Linked DNA regions of Rattus norvegicus: region 2 is linked to region 1. A link is a contact called in public Hi-C data. All regions are on one chromosome and are shown on one strand. The core of a region is the stretch at or near the end of the contact, and the rest is flanking DNA. Distances in the headings are between cores, read along the strand shown.

What was found. Hi-C and Micro-C count contacts between places; a contact is called where the count stands out from the background.
Region 2: a contact with region 1 is called in a Hi-C map of liver, with 2.1 times the contacts expected there. The contact joins the enhancer-like site here to the promoter of Cdh1 in region 1. A contact is called at or near these places in 4 of 12 Hi-C or Micro-C datasets (kidney, liver and mammary epithelial cells).

Annotation. Positions count from the first base shown.
Region 1 is chr19:51,400,413-51,404,618 of GRCr8, forward strand. Cdh1 (cadherin 1) reads left to right here and starts at 1,766. Exons shown (of 16, transcript NM_031334.1): 1 at 1,766-1,939; 2 at 2,691-2,817. The coding sequence starts at 1,892.
Region 2 is chr19:51,440,555-51,444,760 of GRCr8, forward strand. All of the region lies in intron 2 of Cdh1 (cadherin 1), which reads left to right. Among named protein-coding and RNA genes, the nearest start is that of Tango6, 37 kb to the right of the region's middle. Within about 2 kb of position 1,842, at least 6 of the 93 cell types and tissues checked have an H3K27ac peak or open chromatin away from gene starts, as enhancers often do. A contact at or near this core is called in liver, where this site is marked.

The DNA of each region.
Region 1 (4,206 bases), core at 516-3,015:
TTGCCAAGGCTAGGCCAACAGGAGTGAGAGGTGCCTTTGTTTTCATGTAGCCAAGCAACACAGACACGGCAGGCCATAGGCAGACAGGGAAACTGATCTAACGTTTGTCTATTTTCTTTTTGATCCTAAAATTATGTACCGGGGACAGGATTCTCTGATGAAGGTGCTGATGGCTGTGCTATGGCTATGGCATTAAAAGTCTCTGTCTCTGGGGCAGGAGAGCTTGAGTTCTGGTCTTTGCTTTAGCATTGACTTGCTACATGATATCAAGTTGAAGGTAAATAACAGATTTGAGAGACTACTAAAGCATCTCTTCCAGCTCAGCATGAAAAACAAAACAAAACTGACTGGAGAGGGCTGGAGAGATGACTCTGTTTGAGAGCACTGGCTGCCCTTCTAAAGGAACCAGGTTCAAATCCTAGAACCCACATGATAGCTTATAGCTGTCTGTAATTCCAGTTCTAGGAGATCTGATACCCTCACATAGACATACATGGAGGGGGGGAACACCAATGTAAATAAAACTTTAAAAATAAAAAATGTAAAATAAAAATAACGAAACAAAAAACCTGACGGGCGTGGTGGTACATATCATACTCCCGACATTTAGGATGCTGATGCGAGAGGATCCTAAGGTTAAAGCCAGTCTGGGCTGCTTAGGAAGAACTTGTCTCAGAAAACAAATACACACAAAGTCGTAGTGGCACATGCCTTTAATGTTAGTTAGCTCTTGGGAGGTAGCAGTAGTTGGAGCTCTGCGAGTTCGAGGCCAGACTGGTCTACATAGTGAGTTCTGAGAGAGACCTCAAACAAACAAACAAACAAACAAACAATAACCAGACAAACAAGGGGCCAGGGAGGTGGCTTGGGAGTTAAGATGACTTGCTCTTCTTCCAGGGGTTCAGAGTTCAGTTCCCACGCTGAGCACTGAAATTGCCTGTAATTCCTATTCCAGGGGATGCTAATCCATTGGCTTCCTCCCTGGCTCACTAACCTCCTGAGAACTGAAGTTAAGAGAACAGATTTTAGTGGAGCTACCGGGTAGTGGGTCCCTGTAGCTCCATCCCAGAAGTGAGGAGACTGAGACAATAGTGAGTTCAAAGCCACACTGGACTACATAGCAAGACTGTATCTCAAAAGGGAGGGGGACAGGTGTTAGAAAATTAGATGATTAGTCTGGTCTGGTGCCCCAAATCCTAGCATTTGAGAGGCTGAAACAAGAGGATGGCTGAGGCTACTTGGGCTGGAAAACAAACAAAAAAGGCTACCAAAGAAAACCGCCGGAGAGATAGCTCAGTCAGTAAAGGCGAAAACGGCATCTGTGGCACAAGCGTTTGCGAGTATATGCCTCCCCTCGCGCGACACACACACACACACACACACACACACACACACACACACACACACACACGTTAAAATGTCATTTAAAATCCTTAAGACAATGTAAATCAAACCAAACAAACTCATCTAACCAAACAAAATAAATACAAACAAAACAGAAACCTAGATGAAGAGTAAAGTCTTTTGTAACTGCAAGTCTCAGTGGGCCAGAGCACAGCTAGGCTAGGATTCGAGCGACCGAGGAATAAGGAAGCAAGGAAGTCTCCTAAGCCCGGCCCATGTCACCAATTTACAGACGGGTGGAGGAAGTTGAGGGCAGTGCGGGCTCCTTGGTTGCCACCTGCAGGTGCGTCCCCAGCCAATCAGCGGCGCCGGGGGCGGTGCCTGCGGGCTCACCTGGCGGCCGCAGCCTCTGCTTGGCTCACTGGTGTGGGAGCCGCGGCGCACTACTGAGTTCTCAAGAACTTCTGCTAGACTTCAGCCCGGCCTAACCCGGCCCTGCCCGACCGCACCCGAGCTCAGTGTTTGCTCGGCGTTTGCCCGGCCAGCCATGGGAGCCCGGTGCCGCAGCTTCTCCGCGCTCCTGCTCCTGCTGCAGGTATGTGGAGGGTCCCACGACCCGCTTCGCTTTTTCGCTTTTTTTTTTTTTTTTTTTTTGCCTTCTGTGGTTCCACTTCCCTTCTTCCAAGAAAGTTGGGCTCCAGAGGGCCAGATCGCCCTGGAGGCTACGCTGTGCAGGGAGGGAGGTCCAGGAGAGCGCAGAGGGGCCGCCTCTCGCTTAGGTTCCCAGGTGGGGGCGCGCCACGCTGCCGTCTCCCGGGACCCCGAGTTGAGCAGGGTCCCTGTTTGAGACGGACGGAGGAGGCGTGTATTAGGATGGGGGCCTGCCTGTAGAAGGTGGGGGACAGAAGGAGCGCGGACGACCCGAGATAAGGAAAGGGATTTTAGTACCACAAAAAGCACCTGCCATGTGAGGGAGGGACCGTAGATTGGAGATGGGCTCTCTAAGGTAAGAGGGAAGTCCGAGGCGTTGGTTGAGACCGTTCGCGGTCTAAGAAAGTGGTGTCCGGAAAGAGTAAAGGCGTCTCCAGTGAGATGCAAATGGAGCTAGGAGAGAAAGGTAGACCCGGTTGCCAGGTGGTGGCCCCAGATGCCCCCTCCCCCAAAGGCTCTTGGAGCTGAGCTTGGAGGCTGGTTTCGGGTTGAGAGGGTTGCGTCCCGGTCTGCCCCGAGGGGGTCCTCCCACAAATCCCGACCGCCCAGGCGAGGGAAGGGTTACTCTTGGTTTCGGTGTGGGCTGTTGGGAACCCCCTCAAGTCACCAGTTTGTCTACCTTCTCGCCACCCCAGGTCTCCTCGTGGCTTTGTCAGCAGCCGGAGTCGGAGTCTGACTCCTGCCGTCCCGGCTTCAGTTCCGAGGTCTACACCTTCCTGGTGCCGGAGAGGCACCTGGAGAGAGGCCACATCCTGGGCAGAGGTAAGGGAACTCCACTGCGTTAATCGGCCGAGTGGGGTCGGATAGGGAAGGCGCCAAGAAATTGTGCTACTTTGTCGGTAGGATGGAATGGGCAGAACTCTCCCTTGGGATTTAGGCAGATTTGGGAGTCTATTTATTGATTGTGGTTGATCAAGGCAGATATGTCTGTCTCTGCTATTTATACAGGGCAGAAACGGGCCAAGGGTATTTAGAGGTCATCGGTATTTCTCCAACCGATTACTGGAGCCAGTCTGTCATTCCAGACCGCCAAACCTGCTGGGTAGGGCCAGTTGAACTGTATATCCATTTAATGATGAGCAATTGGAGGCTCAAAGAGTGACTTCACGGGGTCAACAGGGCAGGCATTTGAACCGGGATTTGACTCCCACTATTTAGGTATGGCCACTGAGGAACTGACTCATAACTCATGAACATGACTTGTGGTTTTTGTTCATAAAGATAAAAATACTTGATACAGGTATTGCTTTTCCAAGGAATACTTTATTTATTTATTTATTTATTTTTTACTTTCTTTAAGAAAAAAGGTAGCTCTGGTTCATATATTCAAGGACTCAATATATATTCAGGTCTTACTGTGATAATCTAGAATTTTCTTTAACTGTTGGGCATGGCTGGGAGCAAGGCAAGAGGACCAGGTGTTTTGTTGTTGTTGTTTGTTTTTTAACTGGTTTCCCTAATTTCCAAATGCTTCTTTGGCACCAAAATGGCTTCTCTCATGAGGAGTTTAGTTGATCCCAAAAGTATGATAAACAAAAGGGAATAATTTTAGAAGGAGAACTCACCCAATCCCTTTCTGGGAATACTTTGACCACGTTTGTTCTTCCAGCCATAAGCCACCTGAACAATCTACAGCAACCGTGATGGCGCCTAAAACTTTGTTGTGAGCCTTGCGAGTTGGGTCCAGGTTTGGTGGTGCATTTTACAGAGAAACAGCAGCTCCGTTGGGATTGGCTAGTCTTACTTGCTTTTCTGAGACCTGACTGGTTTGGTGGAACTTTTTTTTTTTTTTTAAGATTTATTTATTTATTTCATGTATGTGAGTACACTGTAGCTGCCTTCAGACACACCAGAAGAGGGCGTTAGATCTCATTACAGATGGTCGTGAGCCACCATGTGGTTGCTGGGAATTGAACTCAGGACCTCTGGAAGAGCAGCCAGTGCTTCTCACCACTGAGCCATCTCTCCAACCCATTGGTGGAACTTTCTAAGGGTCCAGAAAGGCTGCAGCCCCGTGGGCCTGAGGTTGGAGTGGTTAGGGATCCTTCAGCCAGTCTCCACTTGATTCCTGCCCAAGGAATAATTTGAGCCTCTGGTAGGTTGCTGAGAGCATTTCAGGATGCCCTTCAGTGGCACTTTGGGATGGACTGG
Region 2 (4,206 bases), core at 592-3,091, 40 kb after region 1:
AATGGTTCTCTAGACATGCATTGATTAGTATGGTGTTTCTATTTATTGTGGAGTTGTAAGTAGCTATAGCATAATGTAGCCATTCCTGGTAGCATACATACATACATACAACTTTTATATGTGTCTGCATGCATGTATGGGTGTATACTACATGAATGCATGAGTCCTCAGATGTCAGAAGAGGGCATGTGGTCCTTCAGAGTTGTAGTTACAGGTGGTTGTGAGCTGCAATAGGGTTCTGTGAAGAGCAATAAGCACTCTTAACTACTGAGCCATCTCTTCAGTACCTACAGGTTTTTCCTTTGTTTGTTATAGGCAAATTCAGAAAAAGAAGGGTGTGTGTGTGGGTGTGTGTATTGATTCACTTATCACATATCACACCCATTTCAAATGTGAACCAAATGCCTTTGGTATATGCACAGAATTTGCAACCATCCCCCATCAACGTTGGAGCATTTTCGGGGCCTGGAGAGGCAGCTCAGCAGTTGAGAGCATTTGCTGTTCTTGCAGAGGAACCGAGTTCTGTTCCCAGCACCCACATGGTGGTTCACTACAATCTATAGCCCCAGTTCTAAGGGGTCTGATGCCTTTCTGTGACCTCTGTATCACTAAGCGTCCATTTGGTACACAGACATACATGAGGCTAAAACATTCACACATAGAGCAAAACGAATAAATACAAAATGAATAAATAAATGAATAAATATTAAGAAATCTGCCCCTTGCCACCTGCCTTCTTCAAGCCCTGTCTTTTTGGTCTGGGATATTTGAGTACGACAAACGGAATGGCACGGGGCCTGTGTGGTCTTTTGTATGTGTGACAGATCATCCATGAAGCAGAAGGCACCTCTGTTTCTTTCCGTTGCTAGACAATACTCTGGTGATAGGATATTTCACTCACCGACCGTCATTCAGCATCTGCTGTGTCGGCTCTGGCGTGTGAGATATGCTACAGTTCCACCTGGTAACACTCCCTCCCCCACACATCCAGAAGGCATTGCTGTTGACATTCAAAACTAAGCCAAATCCCAATCCGGGGTGCAAAATTGACACCTGACAGAGTGTACAAAGAAGCGATGTGTGTCTGTTCTCCTGTCACCTTAGAACCCAGCTGTCTGGGTTAGTAAATGGAAGGACTGTGTTCTCACTTTCCATTACCACAAGGGAGTGAAGGAAATCCCCAGAACCCACAAGGTCAGGCTGTGCAGAAGGACTGTATGGGAGTAAAGAAGGTGGGCCTTTGGGTCTTCTACAGTCGGCCAGTTTGAGCCTTACTCTGCCATTCATGCTGTGTGACCTTGGAAGAGGCCTTTAACATCTCTGAGCCTTTGCTGAGTCATGTTTCCCCCAGGGTGGTTTGTAAAATGCACCTTGTGCCTGAGGCAATGACTTTTTTTTTTTTTTTTGCTTATATTGGATTCTACAGGCACTTGGGGGAAGATTTAAGATCTACCAACTCCTTTCCCATCTCTGTATTAAGTTAGTTGGAGGCCCGGGCAGTTTTCAAAGCACACCAGGACAGTATGCACACTGTACATTAGATCCCAGAGCGAGATTATAGACATTTTGGTCAACATGCTTTAGTTCCCGAGTGGGACTGAGGCCTTAGAGCTGTTATGGCTACATTAAGAACTAGGGCTAGGATGGTCCGCACACCGGCACTCAGGACTGCCTGCCTCTTGTGGGAAGAGGTTTAGGGTGGAGGACTCAGCTGTGTGGAATTTAGAACAAGACCCTCCCTGGGCTCTTCTCCCTGGGGGAAATCCACAGAAAGGGAAAGTAGAGAGGCAGCCTCCTCTTCCTAATCAATAAGCAAACAAGTCATGGAGCCACAGGAATGCTCCCTGGGCTGCAGCCAGTGGCAGTGCCAGTTAGCACCCCTGTGTTTAGGCAGTAGGGTGCAGTGGTATTGTCTGCTTGCAGCTAAAAGCCAGGACACCACAGCTCTGACTTGGCACGAAAGCCAAAGGTTTTTTTGTTTTTTTGTCTGCTGGTGTCAGCTTGGCCAGAAGAAAGGCTATCAGATCCCCAGAAACTGGAGTTACAGGCAGATGTGAGGTACCTGACGTGTGTGCTGGGATTTCTACATCTCTGGAAGAGTAACAAGTGCTTTTAACCACTGAACCATCTCTTCTGGCCCATTTTTGTCCCCATAACCCTATTACAGCAGGTAGGGACAAAGTCCCCATCTTCTTGCACCAGATTTCAACCCCTCTTAAAGTAATTGCATCCTCACCAGAGAGTGTCTGTAGGAACATTGAAACCTGGCTCTTGACCAGCAAAGCCACCCCAGGCCCCGAGCTGACCTAATGGAGCCCCATGGAGCATTACTGAGATCAAGCCTCAGGAGGTTTCATCTGCAGATGCTGGACTGTCCAAGAGAGGCCTGGGGAGGAAAATGACTTCAAGCTAGTGTTTCTTTTCCTTGGTCCTGACATGAAGGACAAGGAGATGGGAGAGATCTTGGCTCTCAACTGAAGGAGCAGGAGCCACTGCTGGTCACAAGCCCATGTAGACCTACAGGCACTGTTTCTTCAGTTCTGGCCCAGTGACCACATCTGCTGTGTTCTCACCTGGCTCTTCTGTGTTGAATCAGGGATCCAGGCCATGACAAGCACGAGGCGCTTGGATGGGTCTTAGAACTGCCCTTTGCACCACCCTGTGCCTCACTCTGGCTTGAGCATGTAGCCAGAAGTCCAGCCTTCCTGCTTGATTAAATCAGCCTCCCCCACCCCAGCCTACCTCAGTCCTTGGAACCCCATTACCTTCTCTGGATATACATACATACATACATACATACATACATACATACATACATATATACATATACATATACATATACATATACATATATATATATATATATATATATATATATATATATATATATATGTGTGTGTGTGTGTGTGGTTGTTATCCCTGCTGCCCCGGATCACAAATCTTGGGAGGGCAAAGAACCTGTTTTTCAAACACAGCTTCCAATGAAGCAGAGAGTAAGTCAGAGCTTTACATTTTGTTGACGTTCTGAGCATGGTGATACCGGCCTGTAATTTCAGCTACTCAGGAAGCCGAGAGGCAGGAGGATTACAGGTTAAAGGCACCCTGTCTGTTCAAGACCAGCCCGGACAACTTAGCAAGAGCCTGTTTTCAAAATAAAAATGAAAAAAAGGACCAGGGATGTAGTTCAAAGCCTGGGGATGTGGTTGCCTGTCGTGTGGGTTGATCTTGATACCTCCCAAAAAGGAAAGAAGAAGAAGAAAAAAAAAAAACCCACCTATTTTTGAGAAAGAATCCTTGAGGGAGGTGAGCACACCTGACTTTTTGCAAATGGAGAAACTGCCACTTGGCAGAGGTGAGCAATGGCCGAAGAAAGAAGCAGAGCTGGGACCTGAACCCTTGAGTGTGCTTAACCACATTCAACAAAATGTAGAATGCTAACGTGTCTCCTGTGTGAGGCTGACTGTGATTGGCTCTCAGCAGAGTTACCATGGAGCTGGAAACACATTAGCCCCATAGAACCTGAACTGGTGATCACTGCCCTGGTGTCCACAGTCAGCATTAATGACCTTAGAACATCTGGGGACAGGCCTGGTGATGATGGATTGCCCTGTATCCTGTTTACTCCCAGAAATCAGGATTTAATGAGCCTGAGAGAGTTCTCCCTGGTCTGTGACTTTGTGGGCTCTCCTCACTACACCCTGCTGGCTGTTTCTCCGAGATTCAGCCGTGCCTTCCTTGGAGATGTTTTTTGTTGTTTTTGAGACATAAGGTGGAAGGTTTTTTTGTTGTTTTCTTTTGGTTCTTCAAGACAGGGTGTGTAAGTAACTCTGGCTGTTCTGGAACTCTCTGCAGGTGTGTGTATAGATGGATATTATGTATGTATGTATGCATGTATGTATGTATGTATGTATGTATGTATCTATCTATCTATCTATCTATCTATCTATCTATCTATCTATTCATCTATCTATTCATCTTATCTATCTGACTAACTAACTGTATCTCCATCTGCTGGCTTTGAACCAGTGACCTGCCTGCCTCTGCCTCCCAAGTGCTGGGATTAAAGATGTGCTTTGTAGAAGGTTCTTGAGCCTGGTTTAGACTTCCTCCTTTGTTCAAACCTCTTCTGAGTATCCGTGTGGTTCTGAGGCCCTTGTCTATGGGATGCTCTTTTGCTAGTATCTGTAGCTACTTCCAGTTAGTCTG